Regions from separate parts of the Gossypium hirsutum genome. Here region 2 is linked to region 1. Evidence: chromatin contacts called from public Hi-C data. All regions are on one chromosome and are shown on one strand. The core of a region is the stretch at or near the end of the contact, and the rest is flanking DNA. Distances in the headings are between cores, read along the strand shown. Region 1 has its middle 31 kb from the start of LOC121205336. Region 2 has its middle 37 kb from the start of LOC107926882.

Region 1 (5,637 bases), core at 708-3,207:
GCAACTCTAATTTCTTCATCAAAAACTAGATTATTAAGAAACCTCAAATCCTCATCAGTGAGGGGCGGGAAGGCGCTAGTCGGTAAACCAGTCATTGGTCCAGGATGATCACCATACAAATCTTTAAAGAAATTGACAGCTTCAGTCTTAAGTTGTTCTTCATCCATGATCCATTCCCCCAGCTCGTTTTTTAAAGTAGTGATTAGATTCTGCTTTCTTCTTCTCAAAGTACGGGTATGAAAAAATTTGGTGTTGCGATCTCCTAAGACTAACCAATCACAACGAGCTTTCTGAGGCCAGAGAATTTCCTCATGATACAAAACATTATCCAAATCTTCTCTAACTTCTATTTCAACTTGTCTGAGAAAAGCCGAGTTATTTCTGTTACGTTCGATCTCAATGTTTTGTAGTTTCTTAGTTAAAAACTTCTTTCGGGTAGGAATATGGCCATACACATTTTTATTCCATCTTTTGACTAGATCAGTAAACTCGGAGTGTATCTTCGGCATATCAGTAGAAAGCCTCCAATTTTCTTTAACAAAATTGGAGAACCCAACCTGCTAAAAACCTAAATGAACGCCTTTGCGAGGAAAGAAAGTTAGGCATCAAAGATAGTTTAAGGGGTCTATGATCCGATTTAAGTCGTGGCAAGTAAGTCACAAGAGAACTAGGAAAAAGAGTACACCAAGCGTTATTACAAATAGCCCTATCCAGCCGCTCCATAACCCCCCTCTCTGCCAAGTGAATTGCAGACCTCTAAAGCCTAAATCTTGCAACAAAGCGGAATCCATAAGTTTATCAAAAAATGGGCATTTTTTTCCTAGTGACCGACCCCCTCTCTTCTCGGTAGGAGAAAGAATAACATTAAAGTCACTAATCGCCATCTATAGAGCCCCGTCCGCTGGAATAGTTCTCCACAAAACCTCCCATAAAATTCTTCATTTCTCTGATTCGTACTGGCGTACACAAAAGTAACCAGAAGAGGTTTACTAAAAGAGGTACCAGAATTTCTGACTAACACAAATTGCGAATGATTTTTTAGAATCTCCATACAAATAGATTCTTTCCAACCAATACAAATACCACCTGAAAAACCCACTGCCTCTACTCGATGTGAGTATTGAAAACCAAGTTTCGCAATAATCGAATCAGCTTTTATCCCACTGACCCTCGTTTCCATAAGGCTGATCAAATCGGGTTTATGTTCACGATTATACTCATGAAAAACCCGAATAAGCTTCGAACTAGCACTACCCTGACAATTCCAAGAAAAAATAGTTAAATTCATAACTAAAATATTAAAAAATGAGTACTACCCATTCAAAGGCCAAATGGAAGCTTGATCTCCCTCATTGTTGGTAATGACCGTATCAGAAAGAGCCTCCACTTACTCACCAATAAGCTTTGCCATGGAATTCATAGCATTAGGGAGAGAGACACGGGAATTTCCAGCAATTTTAAAAAGTCCCCTACGTCCACGAATTGTCTTATTTAGAGCTCGACCACTTCGCCCACTTCATTTTTTATTATCAAGACCATGGCCTTTTGAAGGAACGGATAAGATATTCGCATCACTTGGTCCATTATTTGACCCTTTTGTTATGACATGATGATCCGAATTTCCTTTAAAAGTAACAGCCGAAAGTCTTTTGGGATCTAACAAGCTAGAATTTAATACCACCTCAGATTCAAAAGGACCTTCAAATGTAGGATTAAAATGCAGTGAGGAGCTTTTATTTTGTAAAATTGGTGACGGACCCGTCTGTGCTCCGCGGTCTAGAATCCCTGAATCATTTAAATCCTGCTTGTCTATTAAAAATGATTGAGACCCATCAGAATTTAGACTGATATTTTTTCCTAAAATTAAGCCTCCAATCGCCAGACCTTTCCTAGTGTTACCATGTTCAACTTCCAAAAGAACTGGCCCACTAGACTTATCCTTCAGCCCAATACGACTATTATGACCCATTATTTCCTTTCCCATATTATCTTTAGCCCGCTGTCCATAAAAACCCCCAGGCCTATTCTCTTTTAAATTCCTAATAAAATCACCTTTTTTAAAAACAACCTCCTTCAACCCCGAAGTTTCAGCCCGTGACTTTCTAATCCCTGATTTTTCAACCCCCAAATCTGTCAATTGATTATCATCAGAAATTAAAGCCATGAATCTTGACCCATCACGATTTTCTTCCGTTAAACTTGCATGTTGATTCGGCTTTCCGACTGGAGTACGCCTAGATTTGCACTGAACTACCATCCATGGACCAAAAGCGTCAATCACTATCACTGGATCTACGTCCTTGTCCGCCGTCACAGGTACATCTTCCTTCTCTCCTTGTATGCTCTGTTCTGCCAAAAAAGAAGAACAAGAAGTTTTTAAATGACCATATTTTCCATAATGAAAGCATACCGTGGGAAGAGCTTCAAATTCAACTCTTTGGATCCGGCCATTGATCGATACTTGAGAAATAAGTGGCTTATGCAGATCAATCGACACAACCATTCTTGCAAATTGACCCCTAGCCCCACTGTCCGTCTTGAAATCTAACTTCATTACTTGTCTAACTAAGCTCCCTATCTCTTCTAAAATCTTTTTCTTATACAGGAAGCCCAGCAATCCTGGGAAACGAATCCAGGCCGTAACCACATTTGGAAAAGGTTTCAGTGGATCGAATTCAATTGTCCAAGGCTGAACAGTTAGATAGTGACCAAACACTATCCATGGACCTTGAGTCAGAGCCAGGTCATAGTCTACCCTGCATTGGAAACGGACAAGGAAATATCCATTTTTGATATCCATCAGATGAAAAGGTTGAGAGGGTTTCCAAAGGCTAGAAATACGATTGTGTAACGCCCCGTAACCTATGTTCCATCCTAACAGCTTGACAACTACGATAGTCTCCATATCCCTAACTAAAAAATTCCTTATAAGCTCCGAGAAGTCAATGGCAGGGATTCCATTAATGGAGGATCGAAGAATGTCACCTTCTTCAATGACGAAGCCTCCATTAAAAATAACATCACCGGATTCAGAAACATTCCTTCCCATAGGTTTCTTTTTCCAAGAAACTTCTTTGATTGGAATCATGTCAACCACCATATTGTCTATTGAATCTTTTCCCACCTCTTTGAATCTGACCTTTTTGGTGTTGCATTCTTCATCAGTGAATGTTTCGATACAGGTCCGGTCATCAGATGAAACTGTAAAAGCAGAAGCCATAATTTACTTTTTTAGTAAATTTTTTTAATTAAAGTGAGTTTTTTTTTTTAATTTCAAAATATCGCACCAATGAATTTGATAAAAGAATTTTAAGTTAAACGATAACAAGACCTAAAATATTGAAATTATATTTTATTAAGGTTTGTATTTGACCTAAATTGGATTGTTAACTTGCCTATATATAGTTAAACATAGGTTAAGCTTGAGAGCTTTTGGTCAAGCCATTTTTAGGGCTTAGTTTGTAGATTTAAGATTTTAATTTAGTTTATTTCTTTTAAAAATAGTTTTATTTTCTTATTCTTCGACTTGGATTCGATTTGAGCCCATGTCTTCGTTATTTAGTATTTTCATAATCTTCTTTTACATTCCTCTTGCAAAGAAAAATATCTCGACAACTGTTAAAGGCTTTCGCAGATCCAAGCACATCCAGTTTATTAAACGGATCAATTTCTATCCGCCTCTCATTTTAATTTAATTTGTGTGTTTTGCATGATTAATTTAATTATGATGAAGATGGTTATTGAATCAATGAGTGACTAACTCCTTTAGGGAGATTAACAAGTGGATGTGGGAGTGACTAATGGAAAAATGAGGGTTTCCTATACGAATTAGTTGGTATAAATTTATTTGATCTTAAACCCTAAAATTAATTTCCTTAGGAAGTAATCTAGGTTAAATGAAGTCGAGAGATAAGTTAGTTGAGTAAACCGTGAGTTTATCCCGATCAGGAAAGTGAGCCAAAGATAAGTAAGTATTGGATGATTAATTAATTGGTAAAGGTCAAGGGGTAATACTAGTTAGTTAATAACTGATTCACTAATAAAACTCCAGTTCTGAAGTTAATTACAACTACTAAAGCGAGTTAATCTTTTGCTTGTATTTGAGAGTTTTTCATTTTTCAACTTCATTTTAGTAGTTTAGTTTTTATTTTACTATCTTAATCTTTTATATTAACTATTGTAATATGATTTTTAGTAATTATTGTTTAGATATGCTACTGTAGATAATATTTTTAGATTTAATTCAACCTCCCTTGGGTATGATTCTTTGAATACTTCCTACTGTTTTGTTGTAATAAAAAACTATATTACAATTTGACCTGTTCACTTACAGATACTAAACTTATTTTATATATTTTATTTGCACGATTTTTACTCTAAACGTTCGCATGTTTGGAGGTGGCCAATGACCCATACCCTTAAGTCATGTTACAAAATAAGGTTGGAACACATCCATCACAATTACAAGACTAAGAGTAATATGAAACTGATGAATATGCATAAATTAAGGACCCTTTAGTACATGCCACTCGAGGCCAAAATTACAATAAAAGAATATGATACTCTCGGATGATAGCAATAGTGTGGGGTAGTGATATGCAAGGTGAGCCAAGCTTTTGAATCCAATTACCTTCACACAAAGACATCGACAGTTTAAGCATAAAGCTTCGTAAGATAATATGAAAATACTCTTTATACTTACCTTACAAATAGTGGTTTAGATACCGTACAAAAGAGTATTTAAATAGATAGAAATCATAGAAATGACATTTAGTTCACATTTTCATAAATAGAAACCCTTTTTGAAAGAAAACACATACAAATATATATAATAAGTATATATATTCAGTTAACAAATTAACATAACCAAATAATTCAATTCATGAAATCGGGCTAATTTAAATTCAACCCTTAATACGATAAGAAAAACAAAATTTGGATACTTGGGACTAACTAACCAAACACACCATAGTAACATGTCATATCACTAAAGTTCGAAGACTAGAACATAACATATCTGTAACGTACCAAAGTGCTACACTTGAATGTGATTTACGCTCGAAAGCTAAATCACAATTGAAATCACATCTTTTATAAATCAAGCATGCACATCTCATTATTGATATGCCGAGCGAATCTTAACTATTATCCAAGCTAATAGGGCCTTATTTTGTTATTTACAATTCATCAAATCATTTCTATTTCAACTAAATTTCAATTTGGATAATAATTTTTTTCGCTTATACCACTATAACATGAATCAATAATATCATTCATGGCATTATGCCACTATAATAAAATAATTAACATATTCTCATAACCTTGCCCACTAAATCATTGTTAAAAGAAAATTTTCATGAGGTTGACCATTTTAACATAATTCAACATAGTCGAATCACCACGTAAAAGTACAAAATCATAATTTATCCAATGTATATATTTAATATGCATACTCATACTCATACTCATTATAGTAAATATAAAAGAATTTTAAATATATGGTAAGCATAATCAAGAGTTTCCATAGAATCTTACCAGCAAAAGTCTTAAAACAAAATAGAAACTTGCTTCATCCTTCAATCACTAGCTTTTATTTTCCCTTGCTAGTATTTTTTCCTTTCAATTTCTTCTATAAAT
Region 2 (6,054 bases), core at 681-3,180, 190 kb after region 1:
AAAAAAACTGAGACACTGAAAAACGCAATGTGGCTAGATTTTTACAGACTCCATCATCCAAGCGGACAAGAGATTTCATAAGTCTATCCTTTGCTTCTACTGGAAATCCAAGAAGAGATATGTCCAAGTAGAGTTATATGAGACCTTAGGCTATGTCATTAGCTAGTGCTGATAGTATTTGGAACAAGAACAAACCTATTTTCGAGCATTACAGCAAAAACCATTTTGAGGAATGTAGGTTGAGAAAAGGATCTTGTTTCAAATGTGGTTTTTTCAATCATTTCCTAAAAGATTGTCCGAATAAAATCAAAACTGGTTCAGAACAAGTTACAAAATAGGTAGCAACTTCAAAAAGGGGTAGAAAGCCGTGATCAGATAGTAATGCTGGAGCTAGCTGTGGTGAAACCATGGATATGGCTACGAGCTTTGAAGCTCTTGTGTCGGCAAGAGCTTATGCCATACGAGCTAAAGGGGGAGGCTACAACTCCTGATGTAATTTCTGGTACCTTTTTTCTTTCCGATGTTGCTATACATACTTTGATTGATCCTGGATCAACGTATTCATACATATGCACTGCATTTGTAACATAAAGAAATATGCTAGTAAAGCTGACTGATTATGATGTTAGAGTGTCAAACTCGATAGGTCATTATGTCATTGTTAATAGAATATATAAAGACTGGCCATTAATAATTTAGGGCTGTAAATTTCCTGCCAACCTAATGTTATTACCATTTGAAAAGTTTGATATTATTCTCGACATGGATTGGTTCACCCTACACATTTCAATAGTCAACTGTAGATAGAAACAAATTATGCTGAAATATCAAAATGGTGAATTGATTAATGTTGATGCTGATAGATTGATTGTTCTACCAATATCATATCAGCAATATTTGCTTAAGAACTAATTAGAAAAAGTTGTGAAGCATATTTGGCTTACATTTTAGATACCAGAGTGTCGGGATCCAAGATAGAGCAATTACTGATAGTTAACGAATTCACTAATGCGTTTCTTGAAAAATTCTCGAGTTTACCGTTTGAGAGAGAAATTGAATTTGTTATTGAAGTAGCATTGTGAACTGCTCCGATATTTATTGCACCATATAGAATGACACCGAAAGAATTAAAGGCGTTGCGAGAATTGTTAGATCAGGGATTTATTCAACCAAGCGTGTTGCCTTAGTGTGCTCTGGTTCTGTTTGTGAAAAAGAAAGATGGAACTATGAAATTGCGCATTAATTACAGACAACTGAACAAAGTCACCATAAAGAATAAGTATTTGTTACCTTGTATAGATGATTTATCTGATCAGTTGAAGGGAGGTATCATGTTTTCAAAGATTGTTCTCCGATCAGTCTACTATCAACTCAGAGTTAAAGAGCTATATATGCCAAAGACTGCCTTTCAGACTCGATATGGACACTACAGGTTTCTAGTGATGTCATTTAAGTTGACCAATACCCTAGTCACTTTTATGAACCTGATGAATAAAAAATTTCAACTGTACCTAGACAGATTTGTTATTGTATTTATTGATGATATTCTAATTTACTCAAAAGATGGTTTACCTTGTCCTCATCTATAGTTGTCTATGCTTGAGGATTAATATATAATATTTCTGTTCTCCTTTGTAGATGTACTTGTTAATTGTTTGTAACTTTTATTGGGAATATAATTTCCTTTCTTTTGAAAAAGAATTCAAATTTAGAATTTAAATATTGCCTTGCCAAAAAAAAAAAAGGAGTCAATTAGTCAAATTTGAAATCCGTTGTTAAGCCAAATGTTTCTTCTCTTAATCTTTGTTAGTGAAATTGGCGCAGGGGTTATTACCAAAAAAAAAAAATTGGCGTAGGGACAAAGCGGAGCTCTGCTACTTTAGTTGATTCGTGTCCTTTAATTAACGAATCCATCGTTCAGTTAAATTAACGACCGGACCGGCCCACCCAACTGTGCTTTCTGCTTCGCCCAACACGACAATGTCGTAATTTGCTGTTCCGATAAACAATTCAATCTCTCAACTCTCTTTTTCTTTTACCTGTTCTCTGATTCTTAAACCTTTCATCATCGGCCCTTCATTCCTTTAATAATTACGTTTAGGTCATTCCATGCCCACTCTCGCAGCTAACCCTAAACCTAATTTCCTCCCCCCTACAGACCAGCCCAATCACGGCCTCGATCTTCCCCCTCATATGCAACGTAAGCCTTCCCACGACCCGAATCCGAACCCCACTCCGGCCACTAACTCTAATTTTGACGCCTCGCCCGAGGCGGTTCTTCCAGCCACGCCGCCGCCTTCACTTCTATACCTCTCTTTCAACCAGGACCACAGCTGCTTTGCCGCTGGCACCGACCATGGCTTCTGGATCTACAATTGCGATCCGTTCCGTGAGATCTTTCGCCGAGATTTCGATCACCGCGGCGGGGGCATTGGTGTTGTCGAGATGCTTTATAGGTGCTATATTTTGGCTCTCGTCGGCGGCGGACCCAACCCCCAATACCCGCCCAATAAGGTCATGATATGGGACGACAACCAGAACCGATGCATAGGCGAGGTTTCCTTTTCTTCTGAAGTGAGATCAGTTCGGCTTCGGAGGGACCGAATCGTCGTCGTTTTGGAACATAAAATTTTCGTCTACAATTTCGCGGATTTGAAGCTGCTTCACCAGATCGAGACCATCGCTAACCCGAAGGGTTTATGCGCGGTATCTCAAGGGGCCGGGTCGTTGGTCTTGGTTTGCCCCGGATTGCAAAAGGGGCAGGTTAGGATTGAACATTACGCCTCGAAAAGGACTAAGTTCAATTTGGCCCATGATTCAAGAATTGCGTGCTTCGCACTCTCGCAGGATGGGCAATTGCTTGCTACTGCAAGCACAAAGGGGACGCTTGTTCGTGTTTATAATACTGTTGATGGTAGCTTGCTGCAAGAGGTATGTGATTTGATACTGTTTACGCTTCTTTGTTGCTTTAATGATACAAATTTTGTCTAAATTGTGACGGGTTTAGTGGAAATTCTAATACATATGGTTAAATAAGTGACCATATTTTTATTTTTTACGGCTCTAAGGATCCATCTTTCTTATATGTATGCAGTGGATATGAGATGTTTGCACTTTTTCTGGGTAGCATTGAAAACACAAAATGATATAAATTTTCTGACAATATGGAAGTTTTTGTTGTATGTAAATAGGTAAGGAGGGGGAGCAGATAGAGCTGAAATTTATAGTTTGGCATTCTCTTCGAATGTCCAGTGGTTATCGGTTTCAAGTGATAAAGGAACCGTCCATGTGTTTGGCCTTAAGTTCAATGCTGGATCTCCGGGCAGCGTCAGGTCACAAAGTGCATCCGAGCCGCCCCATTCGTCTCTTTCTTCTATCAGAGGTAAAGTGTCCCCTCCTGCCATTAGATGCTGCAAACGGCCATGACTCTCTTTTATCTCTGAACTATGTTCTCTGCAAATGGAAGAAAAACATCATGACAATTGCTCTTTACCTCGTTTTTCTTTTTATCTCTGAGATTCGTATCACCTATGCCTGGGAAACAACATTACGACTTTCAGTTGGATGATGAGTATGATCCTGCTGGGGAATTAGTAATCTAATTGTGGGGTAACCAGCTTGTGTCAAACCTAGCTTCTAGTAAGTTGGCATTTAAGATTTTGTGAGTGTTGTGATAAGCATATGATCTGGCTTTCTACCTATAGGAGAGTTATCCCAGTACTTGAGCCAGCAGAGAAACTAACACTTGAAGCTGAATGTGACAACTAACAAGATTGTCTCTAATATATATCTATGGCGCATTTGAGGCAATCCTTTTGGTTTTCGGGAATCAACTATTGTAAGCATCTATCTAAGCTACATTTCTGCTTGCAGGAGTGTTACCCAAGTATTTTAGTTCAGAGTGGTCAGTGGCTCAGTTCCGTCTGCTTGAAGGTTCTCAATACATTGTTGCTTTTGGTCACCAAAAGAATACTGTTGTCATTCTTGGCATCGATGGAAGGTAAGAAAAAGAAACTTAAACTGACAGAGATATCAAATCTTTGAAGCATGCTTTGATAAATTTCTCAATGACCTTCACATAAACTAACATTTATGTAGCTTTGGTAGTATTTTATGACTTGAGGCGTTTGAAGCTTGCTTTGGTAAATTTCTCAATGACCTTCACAAACTAGCTCTTCACTTGTTTGCTGCAACTTCTTTTCCTTTTTGGTTTTTGGTGAAGGAGAGATAATAAAAAGGTTAACTACAATACCACGGGTATTCTTGAGACCATTCTGAAGGATTGGGGATGCTCTCATAATAATCTTAAATGGCCTTTAAGATTCCTTTGTGAGATTGGTAATAAATTATTAACCTCTTAACCATTTCCGCCAAGATGATAAGTTTCCCTTGCCAAACAGAATTTCACTAAACTATTATTAGTTAGTTTACATTTTAATCACTCAACTTTAAAAAGTTACAAATGGACTTTAAACTATTCGAAAGTTTTTATTTAAGTAATTGGATTGTTAAGTTATTATTATTATTTTTTAAATAGCTAGCGAGCTTCAAGCGATGATTCGACGATTGGTATGATTGAATAGTAGCCATCGACAAGTAGAGTCACTCTAATGGTTAGTATCGAAAATTGGAGAAGAAAGTTGTTTGGATTTTAATTTGTAGATTTATGGCATTCAAAGTTGTTTAAAAAGAGTTTTTGATTGGTGTAGGTAGTGCGAACAAAAAAGGTCAGACAACATTAGTTTTTATAGCCCAGTGACTTAGCCGAAAACTTTTGAATAGTTTAGCAATCATTTTTTAATTTTTGAAGTTAAGTGATTAAAATGTAAATTTAATAATAGTTTAGTGATCTTCGGTGTCATTTACCCATAACAAAAAAGCTCTAAAATGTGCAAAATGATTATGAATACAACTTCTACAGAAGCCAGTTTGACCCAGTGAATGGTGGGGAAATGACTCGGCTGGAATATCACAACTTTGTGAAACCAGATGAAGCTTTCTGAAGACTTTCTATTTCACTCTTTCCCCATAATTCACCTAATTTATTATGTAATTTGTAAATAAATAAGTATAGCTTGTAAAGTTTCTTACTGCTTGCTCACCTGTTCATGATTTAATTCCAATTGTTTTGTAATCCTATATTAAGGGTATTGCTTATTTTAGTTTTGAGGCTGAATAATTAGTTTAAGTGTGAAAAAAGTTCCTTTTTCTTCAATTAAATATATATATATTGGTCGTAAAGGTTTGTTCATATATATATATTGGTCGTAAAGGATTATGTCACTAGTTCATTGAGTTGTTGGACCTCTAAAGTCTAAACCTGAGTTGAGGTATGGCTTAGCCTTATCCGTAGGCCTTACAGGCTTATTGGACTTGTCATTAATAGTATACCACATACAATGTAATAAATTTTATTTATGCTAGAGGGTGCTTATCCCCCCCCCCTTTTTTTTACGTTAAAATTTCAATTTAGCTTTTAAACGTTAAAATTTTAATTAATTAAATTCTTTAATTGTTAAAATTAACGATTAATTGATTGCACAGAGAAAATTGATATTTAATATTTAAAATCATTAAAATTATAAAAAAATTAAATAAATTATAGAAAAGTGCAAAATATTATAAAAATTATAGTAAAAGACAATTATTAAAAATCCAAAAAATTAATAAATTTTTTAAAAAATGATATAAATTTAAAAAATAAAAAATGAACAATTTATTAAAATATAGAAATTATTAAAAATTAATAAGATAAAATAAAAAAGATTATAAAATTAAAAAATGTATGAAAAATTATATAAAAACCATTATTTATTTGCACGCTAATCATTGTTAGCACTAAATCATTTATTAAAAATTATAAAATATTTATTAAATCTCTGAAATTATTTGTTGTGTTCATCCATCATGGATTCCAACGCTTGAATCCCGTGTCCATTGTTGATGAAAAAGGAATGTTTTGAGATGCAAACTTGGAACACCTTATGCTCGACCCAATCGTTAGGTCTGAATTACAGGATGCTGCATTTTTTCTCGGAGCAACTCCAATCACAC

Evidence for each region. A called contact is a pair of places that touch in the nucleus more often than the background predicts.
Region 2: a contact with region 1 is called in a Hi-C map of leaf, with 2.8 times the contacts expected there. The contact joins two enhancer-like sites. A contact is called at or near these places in 4 of 34 Hi-C or Micro-C datasets (all in leaf).

The regions. Positions count from the first base shown.
Region 1 is chrA08:93,746,669-93,752,305 of Gossypium_hirsutum_v2.1, forward strand. No RefSeq gene overlaps it. Among protein-coding and RNA genes, the nearest start is that of LOC121205336, 31 kb to the right of the region's middle. Within about 2 kb of position 1,958, at least 9 of the 9 cell types and tissues checked have an H3K27ac peak or open chromatin away from gene starts, as enhancers often do. A contact at or near this core is called in leaf, where this site is marked.
Region 2 is chrA08:93,936,986-93,943,039 of Gossypium_hirsutum_v2.1, forward strand. It overlaps the pseudogene LOC121204506. Among protein-coding and RNA genes, the nearest start is that of LOC107926882, 37 kb to the left of the region's middle. Within about 2 kb of position 1,931, at least 7 of the 9 cell types and tissues checked have an H3K27ac peak or open chromatin away from gene starts, as enhancers often do. A contact at or near this core is called in leaf, where this site is marked.